Linked DNA regions of Danio rerio: region 1 is linked to region 2. A link is a contact called in public HiChIP or PLAC-seq data. All regions are on one chromosome and are shown on one strand. Each heading gives the region's core, a stretch centred on a gene start, on an enhancer-like site or on the middle of the called end of the contact. The rest is flanking DNA. Distances are from core to core; before and after follow the strand shown. Region 1 holds the start of yy1b (YY1 transcription factor b). Region 2 holds the start of hsp90aa1.2 (heat shock protein 90, alpha (cytosolic), class A member 1, tandem duplicate 2).

What was found. HiChIP or PLAC-seq counts read pairs in DNA pulled down with a chosen protein or histone mark.
Region 1: a contact with region 2 is called in an H3K4me3 HiChIP or PLAC-seq map of gastrula embryo, with 4 times the contacts expected there. The contact joins the promoter of yy1b here to the promoter of hsp90aa1.2 in region 2. A contact is called at or near these places in 2 of 4 datasets of contacts at active chromatin or transcription factors (embryo and gastrula embryo).

Annotation. Positions count from the first base shown.
Region 1 is chr20:58,306,113-58,312,103 of GRCz12tu, forward strand. It overlaps yy1b (YY1 transcription factor b), which reads right to left and starts at 1,402. Exons shown (of 5, transcript NM_213120.1): 1 at 795-1,402. The coding sequence starts at 1,299. evlb (Enah/Vasp-like b) reads right to left here. Exons shown (of 13, transcript NM_205633.1): 11 at 5,624-5,684; 12 at 5,491-5,548; 13 at 2,395-3,102. The coding sequence ends at 3,065.
Region 2 is chr20:57,485,279-57,491,538 of GRCz12tu, forward strand. It overlaps hsp90aa1.2 (heat shock protein 90, alpha (cytosolic), class A member 1, tandem duplicate 2), which reads right to left and starts at 2,321. Exons shown (of 11, transcript NM_001045073.1): 1 at 2,139-2,321; 2 at 569-724. The coding sequence starts at 724. hsp90aa1.1 (heat shock protein 90, alpha (cytosolic), class A member 1, tandem duplicate 1) reads right to left here. Exons shown (of 11, transcript NM_131328.2): 9 at 5,445-5,713; 10 at 4,032-4,365; 11 at 3,020-3,333. The coding sequence ends at 3,224.

The DNA.
Region 1 (5,991 bases), core at 152-2,651, 820 kb after region 2:
CAGACTAACTTATTACCACAGTACTAGATAACAGACTTTACAATATTTAACCACACCAGAGTCAAGACTAACTTATTACCACAGTACTAGTTAACAGACTTTACAATATTTAACCACACCAGAGTCCAGACTAACTTATTACCACAGTACTAGTTAACAGACTTTACAATATTTAACCACACCAGAGTCCAGACTAACTTATTACCACAGTACTAGTTAACAGACTCCGCATTGAAACAATACCAGACTAGTACAGAAGCACTAGCTAACTAACTTTACATTGTATGACCACACAAAACTAGTCCAGTAGCACTGGTTTACAGACTCTATACAGTTTAATACCACCAGACTGTCTCCACAGCACTAGTAACCGACTCATAATCGTTACCATTATCAGACCAAGCTAACCTCGCAGTACAGACTCCATGTTATTTAACCTACCTTTCCAAACTAGTAGCACTAGTTAACGCTCTTTTACCGCAGCGGTTCCGCGAACTCTTCAGTATCAGCCGTTAAAATAAACGGATAACCGTCACACTTGCTCATATTTTTGAATCCAGAATGGCGCGCGCGGGCTCAGCTCAACCCGCGGGTCTGTTAAACGGTCGCTTTTCGCGGCCTGCACACACACAGCTGCAGCGCACTCGCGCCATCTTCCAGCCGCGCACCGACGCCATCTTTACGGGCGGCCATAGTGGACTCGGGGAACATGGCGGCGCCCATCACCAGCGACAAACATGGCCTCCGACCAAAACAAAAACACTCGGAACGAGTGCAGGAGTCTGCCCACTCACCCGACGCCCACATGGTGACGGAGAACTCCCCCTCCAGAGTCTTGATCTGCACCTGCTTCTGCTCCCATTTCCTCCCGCTGGACTCCGCCGCGCTCAAGTAACTCTTCTTGCCGGTTTTCTTGCCTCCCGCTGCCGCCCTCCGTCCCGCACGCCCCCCGGAGCTCCTGCCCGCGACCGTCAGCAGCGTCTGGCCGATGTACTGTGCGTCTGCGCCGGGTGTGGGCACCGGGATGAGGATCTGCTCCTCGAAGGCGTCCCCGCGCAGCTCCGCGTCCTCTCCGACCACCTCCTCGCGGGTCTGCAGCAGGATGACGCCCGGTTCCCCGTCCCCGGTGTGCAGCGGCTGCAGCGCGATCATGGCCGGCTCCTCTTCGTCCTCATCTTCATCTTCTCCGCCGATGACGGTGGTCTCGATGGTCTCCACCTCGATCTCCTGCAGCTCCACCAGCTCCGCGGGCACCGCCGCGCCTTCCGCCTCGATGTACAGCGTCTCGCCGGACGCCATCGTTAACCGTGTGCCGCTGTCACGGAGCGGTTCCGTACACGCACTATTTCCCACACACACCCCCTAACCCGCGCACACACTCCGGTGTACAAACAACTGCTCCAGCGATTCACGGCTCCATGCGCACTGCCGCCACATCTCGCGAGAACAGAGTAAAGATCCACGGCTCTATGCGGACCGCGTCCAAATCTCGCGAGAACACAGAGTGTAAACAACAGCTTTACCACTCTTCTCTTCTTTTCAACTCATTAAACTTGTTAACGTGTTAAAAGCCCTACATTCGGAACCTGTTTATATGGATTTATTACTATAAACAACTCTATAAACGCTAATAAATGTCACTAGTAACTCGTGTGTGTGTAAATGTGTTTTATATATGTAATTAATATATAAATCATCCATATTTATTAGATTATCTGTACTTTTTAATATAAAAAATAATAATTATAAGCAAAAAGTAAATTAGTTTGACTGTACAATATTACATACAGTTGATTATATTATGATGCGGGCTAAAAATAACATTATGCACATCTAAACTGAAAACAAACTTGTTTAAATGTCTTTCATATGTATATATTTAAACTATATTACATAACTGTAGTATTTAAAAAGCAGATTTACACTGTATTAATGTTAGCTACGCCTGTGTTTGACACACACTGAAGTATGAGTTATATGGTAATTCTTATTTTAGATTCGTGGCTTTCTATAATCAGACAGAGTTATTAATAGCACACACACACACTCGCCTCATAAACAGATGAAAGTCAGTGTTTCTGGCGTCTTCTTCCTCTCCTGACGTCTCTAACAGGTCAGTGGTGTTATTAATCTGAGTGTTCCTCTATTCCTCATATCCTCAGCTTCAGCGCGCACACACACACACACACACACACACACACACACACACACACACAGATAAAGACACACTCATCCAAGACAAGACATCCTTCACAGTTTATTTCAGTTCCTTTTCAATGCCATGTATATCTTTTATTCCTTTATTTATTAATTTTTATTTATTTATTTTCAAACCAGGAAGCACTTGGTCAGAAAAAAGAAAAGATTAAAACAGAACAATACGTCACCACATCCTTGCAGCCAATAAACATTTTATTAACAACATGATCACAAATACTCCGATGTTTGTTCATTAGACTGAAATAACTGAAGAACTCCTGCGCATCACCTCAGATTAAAAAACTCCTATTAAATACATATTCCATGGCAAAAAAAAAGGATTAAAAAAACTTTTTTAAAAAAGTAGTGAGAGAGGTATGAGAAATGTGCTCAGGGAAATCAAAAGGCTAATTCTGACGTGATGTGCAAATATATTATTATTATCATCATTATTATTATTATTATTATTATTAATTCCTACAGGTCTACCTACATCAACACACTGCTACTGCCACTACTACTAAAACAACAACTACTGTAATAATAATAATAATAATATGCATAATAATAACAATGACAAAATGAAAATACCTAAAATGACATGACGTTTTTTCTATTTTCTTCAGTTTCTGCAAAAGACTTTGAAAAGACTGCCACCGAAGATCAACTCGTACCAGAAAACAGTAAGGTCAGTGCAAGTGTCCTTCATTCCACGTAACACATCTAAGGTTGCTGCAACGTTGCAGACATGTTAGAGCAGCGTTTGCTTTAATACGGCTGTAACGCTGCCGGCGGCTTCAGTGGTCGGCTACAGCAGGATCTGCGGGGCTCTCAGAAAAGATGGAGGACCAGGGAATTATGGACATTATGTCGTGCTAATTCTACTGAGTTCATGTCTAATGGCTGAAAAACAAGACAAAAAAAATCATTTGAGTCATCACTGCATATACATTTAGTCACGTCGTTTAGAACCAGTAGCTGATTACAGTTCAAAAGTAATCTAAATGTAATCCAAAAGTAGTCAGATTACTTTAGCATAAGTGTCTAATCTAGCAATTCATATTACTGACTACAAATTTAATCATGTCATTTATATTAAGTTATTGACTGCTGTTAATCTAAATGTTAATCTAAATAAGTAATCTAAATGTAATCCAAAAGTAGTCCGATTACTTTATTGTAAAAGATAACAGATTATATACCTTTAGCTTCACACTCTTCAGATCTAACATTTCATGACATATCCAGAGCTGGATAATAGCTATTAATACATGTAATCTGGATTATGTAATCAGATTACAAATATCAGAATATAAATTCGTGTAAACTACTTTTTCAAATACTCATAATCAAAAAGCAATCTACATGTAATCCAAAAGTACCCAGATTACATTACCATTAATGTGTAATCTACCAGATTATTTTACTGGTGACACATCTAATCATGTAATTTATATTAAGTATCTGATTGCAGTTAAAAAGTAATCTAAATATAATCTAAAGGTAGTCCGATTACTTTACCATTAATGTGTAATCTCACGAACCATATTAATGAAACCACACTATCTTCAGATCTAATATTCCACAGCATACCCAGATCTGGATATTAGCTATTAATATATGTAATCTGGATTATTTAATCAGATTACAAAATAAAAGTAATTAGAGTAAACTACTTATATTAAATACCCATAATCAAAAGTAATCTAAATGTAGTCCAAAAGTAGTCAGATTACTTAAGCGTAAAAGTTTAATCTAACAGATTTTATTACTGTAGCTACACACTCTTCAGATCTAACGTTTCATGACATATGCAGAGCTGGACAATAGCAGATTATACTGTATGTAATCTGGATTATGTAATCAGATTACAAAAATCAGGTAATTCGTGTAAACTACTTCTTAAATTCTCATAATCAAAAAGTAATCTACATGTAATCCAAAAGTACCCAGATTACATTACCATTAATGTGTAATTTAGCAGATTATATTACTGACGACACATCTAATCATGTAATTTATATTAAGTATCTGATTGCAGTTTAAAAGTAATCTAAATGTAATCCAAAAAGTAGTCAGATTACTTTACCATTAATGTGTAATCTAAGAATCATATTACTGAAGCTACACACTCTTCAGATCTAATGTTTCATGGCATATCCAGAGCTGGATAATCGCAGATTATATGTAATCTGGATTATGTAATTAGATTACAAACTACCCAATACCCATAATCAAAAAAGTTATCTACAGTAGGTGTAATTTAAACGTACTCAGATTATCATAAATGACTGATCTAAAAGATTATCTCACTGACTACAATTTTAGTCATATAATTGATATCTGACTACAGTTCAAATGTAATCTAAATGTAATCCAAAAGTAGTCAGATTACCATAAACACGTCATCTAGAACAGATTATATTACTGAAGCTACACACTCTTCAGGTCTTATATTTCACGACATATCTAGAGCGGGATAATCGATTATTTAATCAGATTACAAAATTAAAGTAATTAGAATAAACTACTTACATTAAATACCCATAATCAAAAAATAATCTACAAGTAATCCAAAATACTCAGATTACTTTACCATAAATGTGTAATATAGCAGATTATAGTTCAAAAGTAATCCAAAAGTAGTCAGATTACTTTAGCGTAAAAGTGTAATCTAACAGATTATATTACTGAAGCTTTACACTCTTCAGATCTAACATTTCATGACATATCCAGAGCTGGATAATAGCTATTAATATTTGTAATCTGAATTATGTAACCAGATACCAAAAAATCAGGTAATTAGTGTAATCTTTTTAAATACTCATAATCAAAAAGTAATCTACATGTAATCCAACAGAATACTTTACCATTAATGTGTGATCTAACAGATGATATCACTGACTACACACTCTTCAGATCTAATATTTCATGGCATATCCAGAGCTGGATAACAGCAGATTAGATGTAATCTGGATTATTTAATTAGATTACAATATTAAAGTAATTAGAATAATCTACTTTTTTAAATACCCATAATCACAAAAGTAATCTACGAGAAATCCAAAAGATTACTTTACCATTATGTGTAATCTAACAGATTATATCACTGACTATAATTTTTAGTCATGTAGTTTGAAAAGTAATCTGAGTTTAATCCAAAAGTACTCTGATTACGTTACCATGAATGTGTAATCTAACAGATTATATTACTGCCTACACATTTCATCATGTAATCTGTATTTGCACAGTATTCAGCATGATTTTCAGGAGTAAAACAACCCAACGCACCATCAATGATCTCGTCCTTCACCTTGTGTAGTTCCCGAACCACCTCCTCCAGGATCTCCTGTTAATGACAGCATGTTTAAAGCAGCACAAACACACAGCAGACAGAGTGTGTGAACGGGAAGATCATCGTTACCTGTTTCATCCGGTCGAAGTCCAGCGCGTCTGAATCGCTGATGCTGCCCACCGGTCGAACCCTGCAGACCCATTAAACACCTCATGAACTCTCTCCCCCCTCAGGGTTCAATAAGAAACTTAAATAGGAAGATAACTCTGATGTATATGAGGAAAGGAAACTTCTGTTAACATCATATCTGTCTACACTGGGATGGTTAAATTAAGACAAGCCTCCTCCAAACAACAACAAAAATTACGCAAATTCCTAAATCTGTTATTTACAGTTGAAACTATCAATATAATATATTAAAAACAGAATTACAAAGGACAGAATAAACAGCGCACATTAGAGAAAAGCTGCAAATACATTCAACATTTTATCATGCT
Region 2 (6,260 bases), core at 1,071-3,570:
AGAATTATTAGTCCTCCAGTTCAATATTATTTCTTTTACATTTTCTACAGAATTTCTATTTAACAGAGACAATTTTGCAAACATATTTTATACATAATATTTTTAATAACTCATTTCTAATTTCTTTAATCCTAATATTAGACTAGATATTCTTTAAGAAACGAGTATTCAGCTTAAAGTGACATTTAAAGGCTTCACTAAGGTAATTAGGGTAAAGTTAGGGTAATTAGGCAAGTCAGTGTATAACAGTGGTTTGTTCTGGAGACAATCCAACACTAACTTTGCTGAAGGGGGCTGAAGTTTTTATTCTAGCCACAATAAAACAAATAAGACTTACTTCAGAAGAAAAAAATATTATAGGAAATTCTGTGAAAAATTGCTGAATCTGTTAAACATCATTTGGGAGACATTTAAAATAAAAATTCACAGGAGCGCGAATAATTCTGACTTTAACTGCGTATCTCTATCGTTATAATGCTTGGTATGAACAGGCCTTTACAAGCTGAAAACCCCTCAGTTTTTTATCTTTGTTTGTACTTTTCCTGCAAGTGTGGAGTGATAAACGTACATCAGAGGAGTTGGAGATGAGCTCTCGGAGGAAGATCTCCTTGTTGGAGTAGAAGGTGTTGATGATCAGAGACATGAGCTGAGCGATCTCAGCCTGAAACGCAAACGTCTCCACCTCCTCATCCTCCATCATCTGCTGCTCGTGAGCCTCAGGCATCTAAAATGAAGGAAAAAATTACTATATTCAAATAAAATTTTAGTATTAAAAAATCATTTAAACTCAATGTCTGTAAAATATTCTATATAGATGTCAGGACTATGCATTTCACACTCTACAAATATATATAAAATAAAAAATAAAAACAATAAAACAATGAAAAAAAATTATGAAATGTATGACACTGTGTCTGTATGTTGTGTTTTACTTGTTTATTGTTGATCTGTGTGCTTTATTTTGTTAACGTATATGATGTGTGTTCAATCTATTCTACTCATTTAGACTTTGGAAAAAAGGCACATTCAATCATCTTTGAAGTTACAATAATTGACAATAATTTATTAATGAAGATAAATCATTTAATATTGTATTAATAAATGAAGATATAAGAAACTAAATAGGATAATATGCAAATAAAATGTAAAAACTGAGCAGTTTACGATACACTGAAGCACATGACGCCTCACAACCAGACTTAATTCGAACAGAACAGAGTTATATTAAAAATATAATGTAATGTAATTTATTTTTATTTAATGCCATGTCTGTACCAAAGGCTATTTTCATGGCAGGAATATTTCAATAATAAATATATTATTAAAAATCGAAAGAAACCATAAATTAAATAAGATTTTTAGTGTAAATACATGATAAAAAATATTCTAAAATCTTTTCTGGTGTCACTCTGCAAAAGATGTCCTCAAGAGAGTTCATTTATATTAAGCATAAAAACACATGAATTGTGTCCAGAACACACTGTTCGCACGTTTCCTCCGAGTGCGCGCCCCCTGCCGTTGAGAGCGCGCATAACCAGCTTCTAGAAGCTACCAAACTCTCCGTTCATTAACATGGAGCGCATCACATCACCTAACTGTAAATAAAACACAAATATGCGTATGACACACTGCAATTACAATAAATACCCGGTAATTCACACCTAATTAAACTTCCAAATGTTTGCCAACGTTATATTATTAGCGTGCACGTTCACAGTTAGCATATTTAAATAAACATGCACTTATAATAATAGCATACCGTCAAATCTACTTGCTCAAATGCTTGCACGACACGTTTATTGATCGTAAATCTTTTAATAGCTTGGTTTAATCTGATGTAAATCCTCTCTGAGGTAAAACTGATCAACTCCAGATGGTCCCGAGGACTTAATTCAAGTAGCTGTCATATCACTATTAAAGTTAACCCACTTTAAATATATTAACAGTGAATCAAAAGTGGAGCAAAACCTCTAAACTTGCACATTATTCACATTTGCTTACATACAAATGATAATTCGTTATGTAATTAGCATCGCAACCGTCATATAAACGTAAGTTGACAAATTAATTAAATGCGATTAAACGTCAATATAACGTTGGAGTATTTAGATGCTGACATGTTTATAATTGCTTCTTACCTCGAGTGGTTTATTCTGAGAGTTTCTTTGTTGAATTATTCGCTGTATTTCCTCTTCTCCAGCGTCAGCGGGTTCTAGTCGCTCTCGAGTCCGCTGGCGAGCTTATATACACGGGCAGAGATTGTTCGAGAAGCCGCCGGATCTCCTGAACCCTCTCGAAGCTTCTTAACGCTTTTCCAATAGAAGAAGAGGGAGGGACCTGGCTGTCAATCAAACACTACAACGGCTGAAGGGGCGGTGCTAAGACTGAGGTGCATGAATTTTCTAGATCGCTCTCAAATTCTGACTGAAAAGTTGAGGTCGTTTTTAATATAATTAAAAGAATTAGTTCAACCCAAATATTTTAATTTTGTCGTTATGTACTCACCCCCAAAACCTTTATCTGTTGAACATAAAGATATACAGAACAATGTTGAAAAAAAGAACAAGCAGTAAACCTAACAGACTTAAACAGTATATTTTGGGTTGTTGCTATAAGTGTTTACAGCTACAACTTAAAACTATTTCAATTTTACTTATTAAATTACCATATTAAACTGTGTTTTACTAACGTCTACACCAATTACAACCTTAAACATACCCTTTACAGCTAATTATTGTGAGTATGTGTCACAAAAATAGTGCTATAATTGATATATGGATGTATTCTTAACATAGTTTTCGTTTCTACTATAGATTTGAATGGCTGCTTTTGGTCAATAATCTTTAGAATATCTTATTTTTGGGTTCAAGAGAAGAAAGAAACTTTTATAAGTTTTAAAAGTAAATTGTGAGGTAATTTATTTATTGGGTGAGCTGTCCCTTTAATACGCTAGATTTTAATATTTCTCAATATAATGATAGCAAGGAATTGTGGCAAAATAAAAACGAACGTCAGATCCTTTATTTATAAGGAGTCATTTATTAAAAACGTTCAGCTTAGGTTTACAAAAAGAAAGTTTGAATTATAAAATGCAAGAGCAGACACACAAGGCAATTACAAGGACTTTAAAGTAGCTAACATTCACTGTGATATGTCTGGATTGTTTTATACAAAAACAATAAATTACATTACATTACGGATTTTATTTGTACACTAAAACTCTTTAGTCGACTTCCTCCATTCTCGAAGTGTCGTCGTCTCCCTCCAGAACGGGCATATCTTCTTCAGCGGGTTGAGAGATTTCCTCGACCACAGAGTCATCGTCATCGATGCCTACAGAAAAACACATTAAATATAATTAAATCTTTCTGTTTCGAGGGATTCGAACTCGGGACGCCCTGACATGCTACTACACAATATGTCGGCGTGTAACCTATGGCTGTAACAGCCTGAAGGCAAGCAGTCTGGGCTTATGCATCCAGAGCGCGCTATTACTTACAGCCAATCAAACAGTTTGGTGTTTCGTTATAATTGGTCAGAGCTTTCAACGCCCCTTTTTCAACACAGAGCCCACCTTACTGCTTTAATCAATTCATAAATCGTACAAAAGAAAATCAAAAACAAATGTATATACTGCTGTCTTTTTGACTGGGTGGGAAAGACAGACATTTGGGTTGGTTGAGCCCACCCCTGCCCATGCCTAGAGCCGGCCCTGCTATGAATACTTTTTAAAATATCATAATTTTTTTACTGTAATTTGTCAAAAAATTCATTTATAAAAAGTGAAATAATGAATTACTTAAGAAATCCCCCATCCAAAAGGCCCATTTTTATATAAAACTATTAATATTAATAGTAATTATTCTTCATTATTAAGTATTAATAATATTTATAATAATAATAATTATTATGAATAAATAATAATTAAGTATTCTTCTCATAGTTAGGCCCCCCATACATGCAATACACAAATCCAACTGTGACTATATTATATAATAAAGTTCTCTAGCTTCTGTAGCCATCAGACTTACCAAGTCCGAGTTTGATCATCCTGTAGATGCGGTTTGCATGAGTCTGTGGGTCGTCCAGTGTGAAGCCTGAGGATAAGAGCGCCGTCTCGAACAGCAGGATCACCAGATCCTTCACCGCCTTGTCGTTTTTGTCGGCTTCCGCTTTCTCTCTGAGGGTCTCCACGATGGGGTGTGCTGGGTTTATTTCTAGGTGCTTTTTAGCGGTCATGTAGCCCATGGTAGAGTTATCCCTCAGAGCCTGAGACTTCATGATCCTCTCCATGTTCGCCGTCCAGCCGTATGTGCTGGTGACGATACAGCAGGGCGAAGACACCAGACGGTTGGAGACGGTGACCTATTCAGACACAAATTATATGCATGAGCAAGTAATAGTAATACACTGTGTATTTTGCCTCATTCGTGCCACCCAGTGGATTTTCACCTCTATTTGGGCATTTGCTTTGAGTCATTAGCTCGCATGATTTTTTAGTTGTTAAAGATTAAATGGTCGGAGACTGTGACCTGTTCAGAATCAAATTATATGCATGATCAAATAGTAGTAATACACCCTCTGGAAATTCTGCGTGGATTACTACTATTTTTTCACATACTCATTGACTTTGTGTGTAATCTACCAGTTCAAATTCGTAATTTTGTTTACGAAAATTAGCATCTCGTCACTCGCTCTCGATTACTCAAAGGATGTTTTTTGCTTCAATTTGTGAATTGTGAATGTGAATTTTCTTCTCGAACTGAATGTGTTGATCTTATGCGGACGACTTGATTGAAACCGAAACTAAAACACTATAACAAATCATTCTCAAACTTTCAGTTTTAAATTTTCAGCCAAGTGCACCAAGAACTTTCACTTTTGGCCCAGAATTTCAATTTTGGTGCATCTCTAGTACTATAGAGCAGGGGTTCCCAAACTTTACAGCCTGCGACCCCCAATATGACGATGCCAGTGACTCGCGACCCTCAATATCCTGGTTATGAATACAGAAAGCTTGCATGCAATGTCACACACACACCAATACACCCAGGTATATTATTCGTTTAATGTCAGTGCGGTAAATGGGCCAGAAACTTTAACCAGGAGTTATAAAATCAATCTGCTGCATCTGACGCTATTGCTGTGTCTTTAATATAATGTAATTACCACTGGGGTCGCAATCCAATAGAACTAGTAACTATAAGCTACTATAGTAACTATATAGTAATTATAAACGACTATTTTTTTCTCTTCAGTAGGTTATGGATAAAATATGGTCATTCTTATATGCTTTAATAATAATAAATCGATTTTTTTAAATCACCAGGCGACCCTCCTTCATTGTCCTGCGACCCCTCGAGGGGTCCCGACCCCCACTTTGAGAACCCCTGCTATAGAGTATTCAGTTCAAAATGTTTGTCTTGCATGCTAACAGCTAATACCTTCTCAATCTTTTTGTCGAGGATATCCTTCATGATCTTGCACAAGTTCTCATATTTGGCCTTCAGCTCATCCTGCTTCTTCTTCTCCTCTTCATCCTCGGGCAGCTCCAGGCCTTCTTTAGTGACCGACACCAGATTCTTGCCATCATATTCCTTCAGCTGCTGAACACAGTATTCATCGATGGGCTCGATCATGTAGATCACCTCCAGACCAGCTTTACGGAGGCGCTCCACAAACGCTGAGTTCGCCACCTGATCTTTGGTCTCACCTTTAGGGAAGAACATTAATTTAAGGGTTGTAAGAAAATGGCTAGTAATTTCACATTAACTATTAGCAGCTTTAGGCTTTTAGCAGTGACATTTGCATTACACTGAACTAAACTTCAACTGTGAAAACTGGACGAAAGCAGTTTCAATTTACAAGAACTTCATCCGTGTTAATCTGCTTTGATACAATCTACATTGTAAAAGCACTATAGAAATAAAGATTAATTGAACAGTGTTAACTAACTTTGGTTAACTGACTGAAAAGTAAAGCATTTCAGTCTTGAATTGCTTATTTAAATAAATGTAACTAAAAGTAAGTACTTCTTAAAGTACATTTTAAAGAAACTTGTTACTTGTAATAAATGAGAAAACTAAGTAAAGACATTACTTTTTTGAAAAAGTAACCTGTTACTTTATTAGTTACTTGAAAAAGTAACCTGATTACATAAATTGCAATAACTGTAATAAATGAAAAAACTAAGTAACTAGCGACACATTTTGAAACACATATTTTTTGGCAGTTAAAAAGTAATCCGTTACGTTCTTACT